Regions from separate parts of the Gossypium hirsutum genome. Here all the other regions are linked to region 3. The links are chromatin contacts, called in public Hi-C maps. All regions are on one chromosome and are shown on one strand. The core of a region is the stretch at or near the end of the contact, and the rest is flanking DNA. Distances in the headings are between cores, read along the strand shown. Region 1 holds the start of LOC107918232 (F-box/kelch-repeat protein At1g67480). Region 2 holds the start of LOC107916900 (adenylate kinase 4). Region 3 holds the start of LOC107916626 (ATP-dependent DNA helicase Q-like 5).

The links. Hi-C and Micro-C count contacts between places; a contact is called where the count stands out from the background.
Region 1: a Hi-C map of leaf shows a contact between it and region 3, with 3 times the contacts expected there. The contact joins the promoter of LOC107918232 here to the promoter of LOC107916626 in region 3. A contact is called at or near these places in 11 of 34 Hi-C or Micro-C datasets (hypocotyl, leaf and petal).
Region 2: a Hi-C map of leaf shows a contact between it and region 3, with 2.4 times the contacts expected there. The contact joins the promoter of LOC107916900 here to the promoter of LOC107916626 in region 3. A contact is called at or near these places in 7 of 34 Hi-C or Micro-C datasets (callus and leaf).

The regions. Positions count from the first base shown.
Region 1 is chrA01:95,157,970-95,160,999 of Gossypium_hirsutum_v2.1, forward strand. It overlaps LOC107918232 (F-box/kelch-repeat protein At1g67480), which reads right to left and starts at 1,592. Exons shown (of 2, transcript XM_016847770.2): 1 at 806-1,592; 2 at 1-718. The coding sequence starts at 1,326. The coding sequence ends at 91. LOC107918230 (mannosyl-oligosaccharide glucosidase GCS1) reads left to right here. Exons shown (of 22, transcript XM_016847769.2): 22 at 1-2,390.
Region 2 is chrA01:95,286,955-95,289,891 of Gossypium_hirsutum_v2.1, forward strand. It overlaps LOC107916900 (adenylate kinase 4), which reads left to right and starts at 1,490. Exons shown (of 7, transcript XM_016846271.2): 1 at 1,490-1,555; 2 at 1,662-1,780; 3 at 1,860-2,005; 4 at 2,101-2,220; 5 at 2,304-2,471. The coding sequence starts at 1,669.
Region 3 is chrA01:95,577,231-95,579,930 of Gossypium_hirsutum_v2.1, forward strand. It overlaps LOC107916626 (ATP-dependent DNA helicase Q-like 5), which reads right to left and starts at 1,394. Exons shown (of 21, transcript XM_041109657.1): 1 at 220-1,394; 2 at 89-142. The coding sequence starts at 1,287.

The DNA of each region.
Region 1 (3,030 bases), core at 342-2,841, 420 kb before region 3:
AATCAGCTTAACACAATCAAATTTAACTTAAATGAGAATACATAGGTCATTCGTCACTGAAGATCCTTAAATTATCAGGGCATGCTTCTTTCAAGCTTTAATAGTCACACTGCATAGGCACAGACCAGAAAGCTTTATTTCAGAAGTTTGCCATTCTGAACCCGGGGCTGCATTTGGATCATACAAAAGTGTGTGGTAACCAGGGTCCCCTTCCACTGACAATAGTAGCAGTTTTCCATCCAATATCCCAAAACGGAACCCTATACTTGTGCTCCCTGTCAATGGCACCGAAACCATCTTCCAGCTATTGTCATCTGGGTTGAATATTGCCAGCTTCCGCTGGTTCTTCCACTCCATGCAGAAAAGCTGCTTCTCCAGCACAGCATGGGCAGTGACCATCACACACCCATTTTTCATCTCACACCAAGTCTGCTTCTCAGGGTTGTACACATCAACAAACCTCGAGTTTCCAATAGTGAAGCTTGACCTACCACCTAAGACATAAAGCTTTCCGTTCAATCCACAGGCAAAACAACCCCAGCGAGGTCGACGTAGACTTTCAATGAGTGTCCACTTATCTGTGTCAGGGTCATACACCTCTGCAGTGGAGAGGCTCTCGCCTTCAACCGCATAGCCTCCAACGACGTAAACCACACCATTTACCTCCGCACAAGCAAAATCATAGCGAGCAACATTTAAGTTTGCTAGTTTGCTCCAGCTGCAATTATGATGATGTGTTAAAACCAATAAGAAGTCCAAGACAAAATATTAAGCGTCATATAAAAAGTGAAAATGGAAAACAAACCAGTTGAGGCAAGAATCATATTGATAAACGTCTGCAGAGGCAGAAGCAGTTCCGTTGATGACTGAATAGCCAGCAAGTACAAGAAGCTTTCCATTGAGGACAGTTGTCCCAAATCCAACTTTTTCTGGACCAGGCATTGGTGGAAGAAGCCTATGTTTCTGGCCCAAACAATCCAAAACCTCCCAGTGGCTTTCCTTTCCTTCAGAATCCATAGTTAGAACATAAAGCCACTCTTCAAGCATTCCAGCTATCTTTCGTTCCATTAAGAATTCTTTGCTTTGAATGAATGATCTCCACCTCTTACATACACCACCCATGGAAGGGAAGCTAGAACGAGGAACTAGAGCAAGGCAATACTTGGCCACATCATCCGGTAGCCCTGGAAGCAACGGGCTTTCTATTTCATCAGTAGCCTGAGAGGGTGAACGGTGATTGCCTTTTGAATGATCTGGCATAAGCGGGGAGCTGAGACACATATTGGGTTCTGTGATTCTCTTCTTTTCTCTCACAAAACCAGGCATTTTTTTCTAGATGGTTCTCGTATGCGGTACAAATATATTTTCCCAAAAGAATGCGTCAATATTTATAAATGCTAGTCAACTAATTAAAGAAACTCATGAAATCCATCACCTATAGGGATTTTACAACTCCAAGGCATAAGTGATGTAGCAGAACGGATGACTTGAGCTGTAAATGCCGATGAAACTCTATTCTTAGTCCAATCTGATTCATATTCCATGCCAAAAGCCCTCTTTCCTGTTGAACTCTGCAAAGCTTTTCCCACACCTCTGTATCCGTTCCGTTGCCCACACATTGCCCAAATAACTAAATGCAAGATTGTAAAACCATAACCAATTAGTATGAAGACAGGAAACCAAAGAAACAATAGCTTACCGACAGGAAACCAAAGAAACAATAGCTTATCTCTACGGTCATTGTCAAATCAATACCTTTTAAGGCCATAAAATTCAGAAGTTTTAGCCCCCAATAACTTCCATTATGATGAAACCAGTAATCACCTGAATATATAAATTAAAATGAAGAAAGGTCAATTCAACCAATACATATCCAGTTCATATAACAGCGATTCTGTCTTCAAATAGACAACTTGTTTTGATCATGATTCTCCAGGCCGGCAGCAGTGACTTATGTACTGCTGGGAAACACCCAAAGCCAAACAGAAATACAAAATAATAATAATAATGGTGGTGGTGGTGGTAGTGGTGAAGTAAGTGTTCCTTTCTATTATTCTAAACCTAAAACTCTAACATGTTGCAAAAAGAAGGTATTAATTTATTTGCGGTGGTAGATACACAAAAGGGGCGAACAACTCAAGGGGCTTATTATATATCTCTGAACTTGTAAAACCCAGATCTTGACTTGACCTACCCAACCACCCTAACTTAAATTAAAATAACTACAACTAAAATTAACAGATGAGTTCTTAAGATGAAATGTATGATATCATAGAATCAAAAGGATTAAAGTAAAAGGCAGCAGACCAACAAATCATCTATCAACAACCAGAAAACCCAGATTCCTGGAAAGTAAAGTTGGGGGGGGGGTAGGAAGACAGCCGAATGTTCTTATCCAAAATCCTAACAGTCTGGCAATAATACTATTGAAACACGTTAGATCTGAAGATAAACACTAAAAAGATCCCCAAGTTCACGTCTCAACAGGTTCTCTAACCTGGTAAGAAATATTTTTTTTTTTGGTTTAAAATTTTTAAAGGAAAAAAAAAACCTAAATGAACATAAATTTTAAAAGAAAGGAGAAAGGAGGCAATGTATATAGAGGTGTGAGGAAAGGGGGATTTACCTTTGAAGATCCTGGAAAAGAGGAGAATGAAAAAGGGTTGGTGTTGAAAAGAAAGGCGTAAAAGGGGATGAGAGTGTTTTGAGGCAAAGCAGCCATGAATAAGGGAAAGAATTTATAAGCATAGAAAAAGCAAGGCAGAAAAGGGCGAGAGGGTTCCACCACTCACTAATCATCTCATTATCATTATTATCATCATCATTATTTATTCATTTATTTCTTTCATTTTAAGCCTCCGTTTATTTCGTGACATCAGACAAATAATTCTTTTCCTGGTAAAAAGAAAAAAAAGAAGTCAAGTCTAATATAGGAGAATGATTTGGCTTTACTTTTTTATATTTTCACTCTAATTTTTTAAAATTAAAAAAATACACTTTTAATATACTAAATATTAATATATATTTTTA
Region 2 (2,937 bases), core at 240-2,739, 290 kb before region 3:
AGAGAGGGCTATATATGATTTTGAATTAAAGAATTAGTATAATTAATAGATGAGGTGAATAAGTGAATTAAAACTTGATTCCATGTCTTGAAGTAGTTAATAAACATGATAGTTTAATAATAAATGGATTTTAAGGTATAGTCAGAAAAGAAAGTGTTATTAAATGATAAAATTCTATTAAAAATCATAAATGAGCAAAATATGATACTTCATTTTAACAAAGTAGAATACTGATAAAAGTTAAAAATGAAGTGAATCTTATGTGTTGGCTTGATGGTTAAAGTGTTCATCGCCCCAAATGTGACTTGAGTTCGAGTTGTGTTAGTTACATTTTATAGAATTAAATATATTAAAATGTGAATATTATAGAATAAAAATAATAAAATATATAATCGTTAAGGGTTAAATATGTTATTATATCAATTTTAAAACTATCACGACATCAATCTATCAAAGATTTAATGGAAAAAGATAATTGAAAAAAATTCAATTAGTTGAATAATTATTTTAAAATTTTTTATAATTGGGTGGTGAAAGTGAAATTAAACCATAATTAAGTCATCGCTTACCAAAAATATAATTAAACTAGTAAAAGAAAAATAAATATTTTAAGTATTTGAGGAGGTAGACTACTGAACGGGCCCGTCGCTGAATTCAAACTATCCACAATTAAATTAAGAAAAGAAAGAAAAACTCGAGAATGTCAAAAAGCCCAAAGTCGCCTAAGGAAGGCAGGGACATGGACAGTTGTAGTGGTAAAGGACAATAGCGGCAATTTGAAGCAGGACAAGAGGGTAAAACAGAAAAAAGGAAACAAAAACATTGGGAAGTGGGCGGCGTTTCCATATTAAAAAAAGAGGTTTTATTCTGTATTTCACCCTTTTAGTTTATGAAAATGAATTAATTTATCAAAATCTGATCCTCATATTTTAGAAAACTACAATTTATCCGGTTGTTGATAAGCATGTGCCCTTAAACAGTTAATTTTTGCTGAGTTTTTTACATGTAAATTGTTTATCCGTTGATTTTTACTATTATACTTATTATAAAACCTTTAATTGAGTTGATATCTTGAGTTAATTTAATACCAATTAAGTTATAAAAAGATTAATATATATTTTTTTAAATGATAAATACTATTATTCTGAAGATTTTGTCTTTTCATACTTAAACAACTAATAATCACATATCTAATGATTGGATACATGTTTAATAAGCTTTATAAACACATTGTTTACTCCTTTGCCTATAATCATTGTTGAACAAATTTTAAAAGAAATTATGTTTTAAATAAAATGTTTTCTTTTACACACATTGTCAATGTGACATAATTTAGTAAGTTATTAAATTGTTAATTTTTAGACTAATGATATCACAAAAAGGTTTAGCAAATGGACTAACTTGTCAATTTTTGTAAAATATGAGAACTAAATTCTAATAAATTAGAGTAAACAAATTAATTTATCAATTCTTATAAACTAGAGGGATTGAAATTCTAATTTAAACCTTAAAAAGCCAGTACAACAACTCTCTTCTCTTACCAAAAGCTTTGAAGGTAAAAAAACAGGACATCATCTTCAATGGTTCCACCTACCTCCTTCCTCTTCATATAGTCTTTCAGTTTGGTGTTGTGTATAACATTCATAGTAATATTTTTTCAGAAAGAAAATGGCGGATTCTGCTGTGGCTTTGGAGGATGTTGCTTCCGTTGATATCATGACTGAGCTACTTCGCCGTTTCAAGTGCTCCTCCAAACCAGACAAACGCCTCATTCTCATTGGTTCGTTTCTTGGTTTTTCTACTGTTTGCTTCAATTTTTTCTTAGGGTGATTGAAGTGACAAAATTCAATGAATTGCAGGCCCCCCTGGATCTGGAAAGGGCACACAGTCGCCTATGATTAAGGATGATTACTGCTTGTGCCATTTAGCCACAGGTGATATGCTCAGAGCTGCAGTTGCTGCCAAAACACCTCTTGGTATTAAAGCCAAAGAAGCCATGGATAAAGTAACATCATATCTCTCCCCTTACTGGATAGTCAGATCCATTGTTAATCTAATTGTGAAGTATAATATTAGGACATGTGCTTTGTTTGATGTTAGGGTGAACTTGTCTCTGATGATTTGGTGGTTGGGATAATTGATGAAGCCATGAAGAAAACCTCTTGCCAAAAAGGTTTCATTTTAGATGGTTTTCCAAGGACTGTGGTTCAAGCACAGAAGGTGCCCTTCTTTTCATTTCCCTTTTAATCTTTTGGGGTTACTCTTGGGGTCTTTTAATCTTGTTTCTTATGTTTGATGTATAGCTTGATGAGATGCTTGAGAAGCAGGGAACTAAGATCGACAAGGTGTTGAACTTTGCCATCGATGATTCCATATTGGAAGAGAGGATCACCGGTCGTTGGATTCATCCTTCTAGCGGCCGAACCTACCACACCAAATTTGCACCTCCCAAAGTTCCTGGTCTTGATGATGTAGGTTTCCTTTTTCATTTATCTTTTCTATTAAATTATTATGGATACAGAATGAATCTGCAAGCTCCGGCTGGATCTTTATACCTTTGTCTTTGTTTGCAAACGGTTTTGAGTTGATTAAGCAAATAAAGGATATGACACGCATTCTCTTTGATATACTTAAAAGAGTTTTTGGTTAAGGCTCATTTATTTGGACTGATGCATTACCTGATCCATCAATTTTCATCACATATGTAAGAGGGATCTGCAGGTTTTAGGGTTGTGTTTTTGAAATATGATGATGCACTTTCTAGGAATATGTAAAACCGGATTCTTCAGGCCAATGAGGCCTTGACTCAGTTGGCAAATGTGGAGGCCTTGGGTCTTGAGTGTCCAGGTTCAAGACTTACCATGTGTAGGTCTCTGAGTTTCATAGTTTTAGTCTAGTTAGTCCCAATTTATTGATTTTAATCTGGATTGTATCAGT
Region 3 (2,700 bases), core at 144-2,643:
TGAAAACATTAGTTTTGGGGCAGTAAAGCAATTCAAAATTCCAACATACATAATATTCACCAAGAATGTTCTAAAGCGGTAAACCCACTTTTATGCTCCCTTCTTGAACCATCCTCAGTGTCTCAGCAGCCTCTTCAGGTCCCTATTGAGTTCAAAAACCACATTATACCACCTATCAGTTACTAATAATTCTTAATGAGAGAAATAACCCAGTTCTACCTGACTGCTAGACAAGAGACCGCCTTGAATCATAGGGGGCAACTGTTTCAATTGATCAATCATCAAAGCCACCAATGGACTCACCACCAACGTAATCCCCGGCAAAACCACTGCCGGAATCTGATAGCAAAGCGACTTCCCAGCTCCTGTTGGCAAAACTAGCATCGTTGATTTGCCAGCAAGAATCATCTTGATCGCTTCCAACTGTCCATCACGGAACAAATCGTAGCCATAAATAGCTTTCAACAACCTCACCAGGTTCTCCTCCGACACCGCGCTTCGAACCGCCGAAATCGCCGCTTCAACTGACTCGCATCTACTCGGTTTCTCTGCTTTCGACTGCAACTTGATTTCCGACACTAAACCTTCTTCGTCGCAAAGGCTTCCCGTATCGACTTCGGATTTGACTCTTCTCTTGCTTCTTTTGAAGTACTTTGATTTGTAAGAGTAACTATTCATCTTTTTACCTTTGGCTGTGAACTTGCGTTTATAGCCATTGAAATTGAGCCTCACGAAGTTACCTTCTTCGCTGCGCTTTTGTAATTTAACTGGGGGTAAAGGGGCATCTCCTCTGATCAAATTAGGAAGCTTCTTGTTACAAGTTTTGGTAGAACCCAGGCCGTCAGAGCCATTAATTTTAGGTTCGGCGGTTATTTCTGGTGAGGTTTCCGGTTCGAAATTGAGGGAAGGTTTACAAATTTTGGAGAAGGAGGCGCGACGCGTGGAGAAGAAACCGGCGGGGAGGGTTTCAAGGGAACGGCCAATGGAGATTGGATGGGGTTGATCCGACGGACGGCGAATCTGGAAGGGAAAATTACCGACTGGAGAAGGGAGGTCCGGTTGTTGAATGGGTTCAGGTTCAGGTACGGGTTCGATTTTATCGTGTTTCGACGAAGATGGCTTTTTGAGTTTGAAAATGATATCCAAATGAGAGGAGCGTTTGGTACTTGCGGTAGATTTGTAGGAGGTAGGAGGTTTTGGAGGCGGTTGCGGTGGCCGCCGCGGGAGTGGGTCTCGTGGAGGAGTGGCTGATATATGTGATCCGTCGGAGTCTGAATCGTAGTCCATGTCTGTCAACTGAGTCACTGAGACAAGTAGAGGCGGTGAATGGCCGACTGCGGAGACCTCAGCCGCTTTACAATTTTTTGCGCTAAAATTTCCCGCCTAAAGCTTCTTTTTATTATTTTAATATAACATATACTACTTATCCCTTCGAATTAATTAAATTACAATAGTAGGCTGTTCGTGAAATTTTATTTTTATATATAGATTTTATTTCTAATTTTATTTTGATTATTAATTAGTAAACGAAAATTGTTAAATAAATTTAAATATTATGACTATTGAATAATTTATCGTAGATTTATTTTAGATATGTTTATGGCTCAGGTTATTTGTTCAAGTCTAATTAAATTTTAAAAAGGATTAGACAAAAATTTTAGAAAAAAATGGGCTTAAATAAAAATATTAGATCCGTTTAAAATATTGGTCAGGCTTAGGCTTGAACATTTATGACTCAAGTCCAAACCAGCCTGATTTTAAGTTTATAATATTTTATATTATGTTATTTTGATATATTATGTAATTTATAACACATAAAAATTTTTATACTAAATATATAATACTACTCTAATGTAACTATTAAAATAATATTAGAGTGAATATATAAAAAGTTTCAATAAATAAAAAATATATAAATTTATTAAATATTAAATTAAAATAATATAATTAAGAAGTGATTGCATGCAATAGTGAGACATATTACACTCTTAAGAGAAAGATTTAAGTTCGAATCTTGAAGATGATATTGTTTGGAGGGGCAACCACAAACACTAAACATGGACCGTAAAATGGACATGAAGAATGTCAAAACGTATATATAAATATTTTTTAAAAAAATTAAAAATTAATATGAGCTAGTTTAAAATGGGCTTAGTTATTCTTTTATAAATATTGACAGGCTTAGGTAAAATTTTAAACTCATATTTCGATTCGGGACAAACTTGAATAAGGATAAAGTATGTTGATATCAGGCTTAAACCTAGTCCACTCTTTCCCATTAACATCTCTAATCTACTTCATCTTAATAGCGTATTTAATTAGCAAAAATAGTGATAAATTTAAAAGACCTTTCTTAAAAATTATAATTACTTATTATAAAAATATAATTTTCAGAGCTTCATTAAAAATTATATAAAATGTGGAGGGATTTATGTTACAATTTTTCCCTTTGCAAATGTTTTCTTTTAATATGTCAAATTTTTATACAGTGAATACATTCAAAATTTAAAAATTTTGCGGGTAAACTACATAGTTGATCACTTAATTATAATTTTTTTTCATTTTAAGTATTCAAAATAAAAAGTTACAATTTTAGTACCCACGTTATAGTTTGGTCACTTTTATCATTCGTGTTAAAATAAAAAAGGGCAACTGATATGACAGGTAAAAATCAATATAATAACAAATTTAACCCTCAAA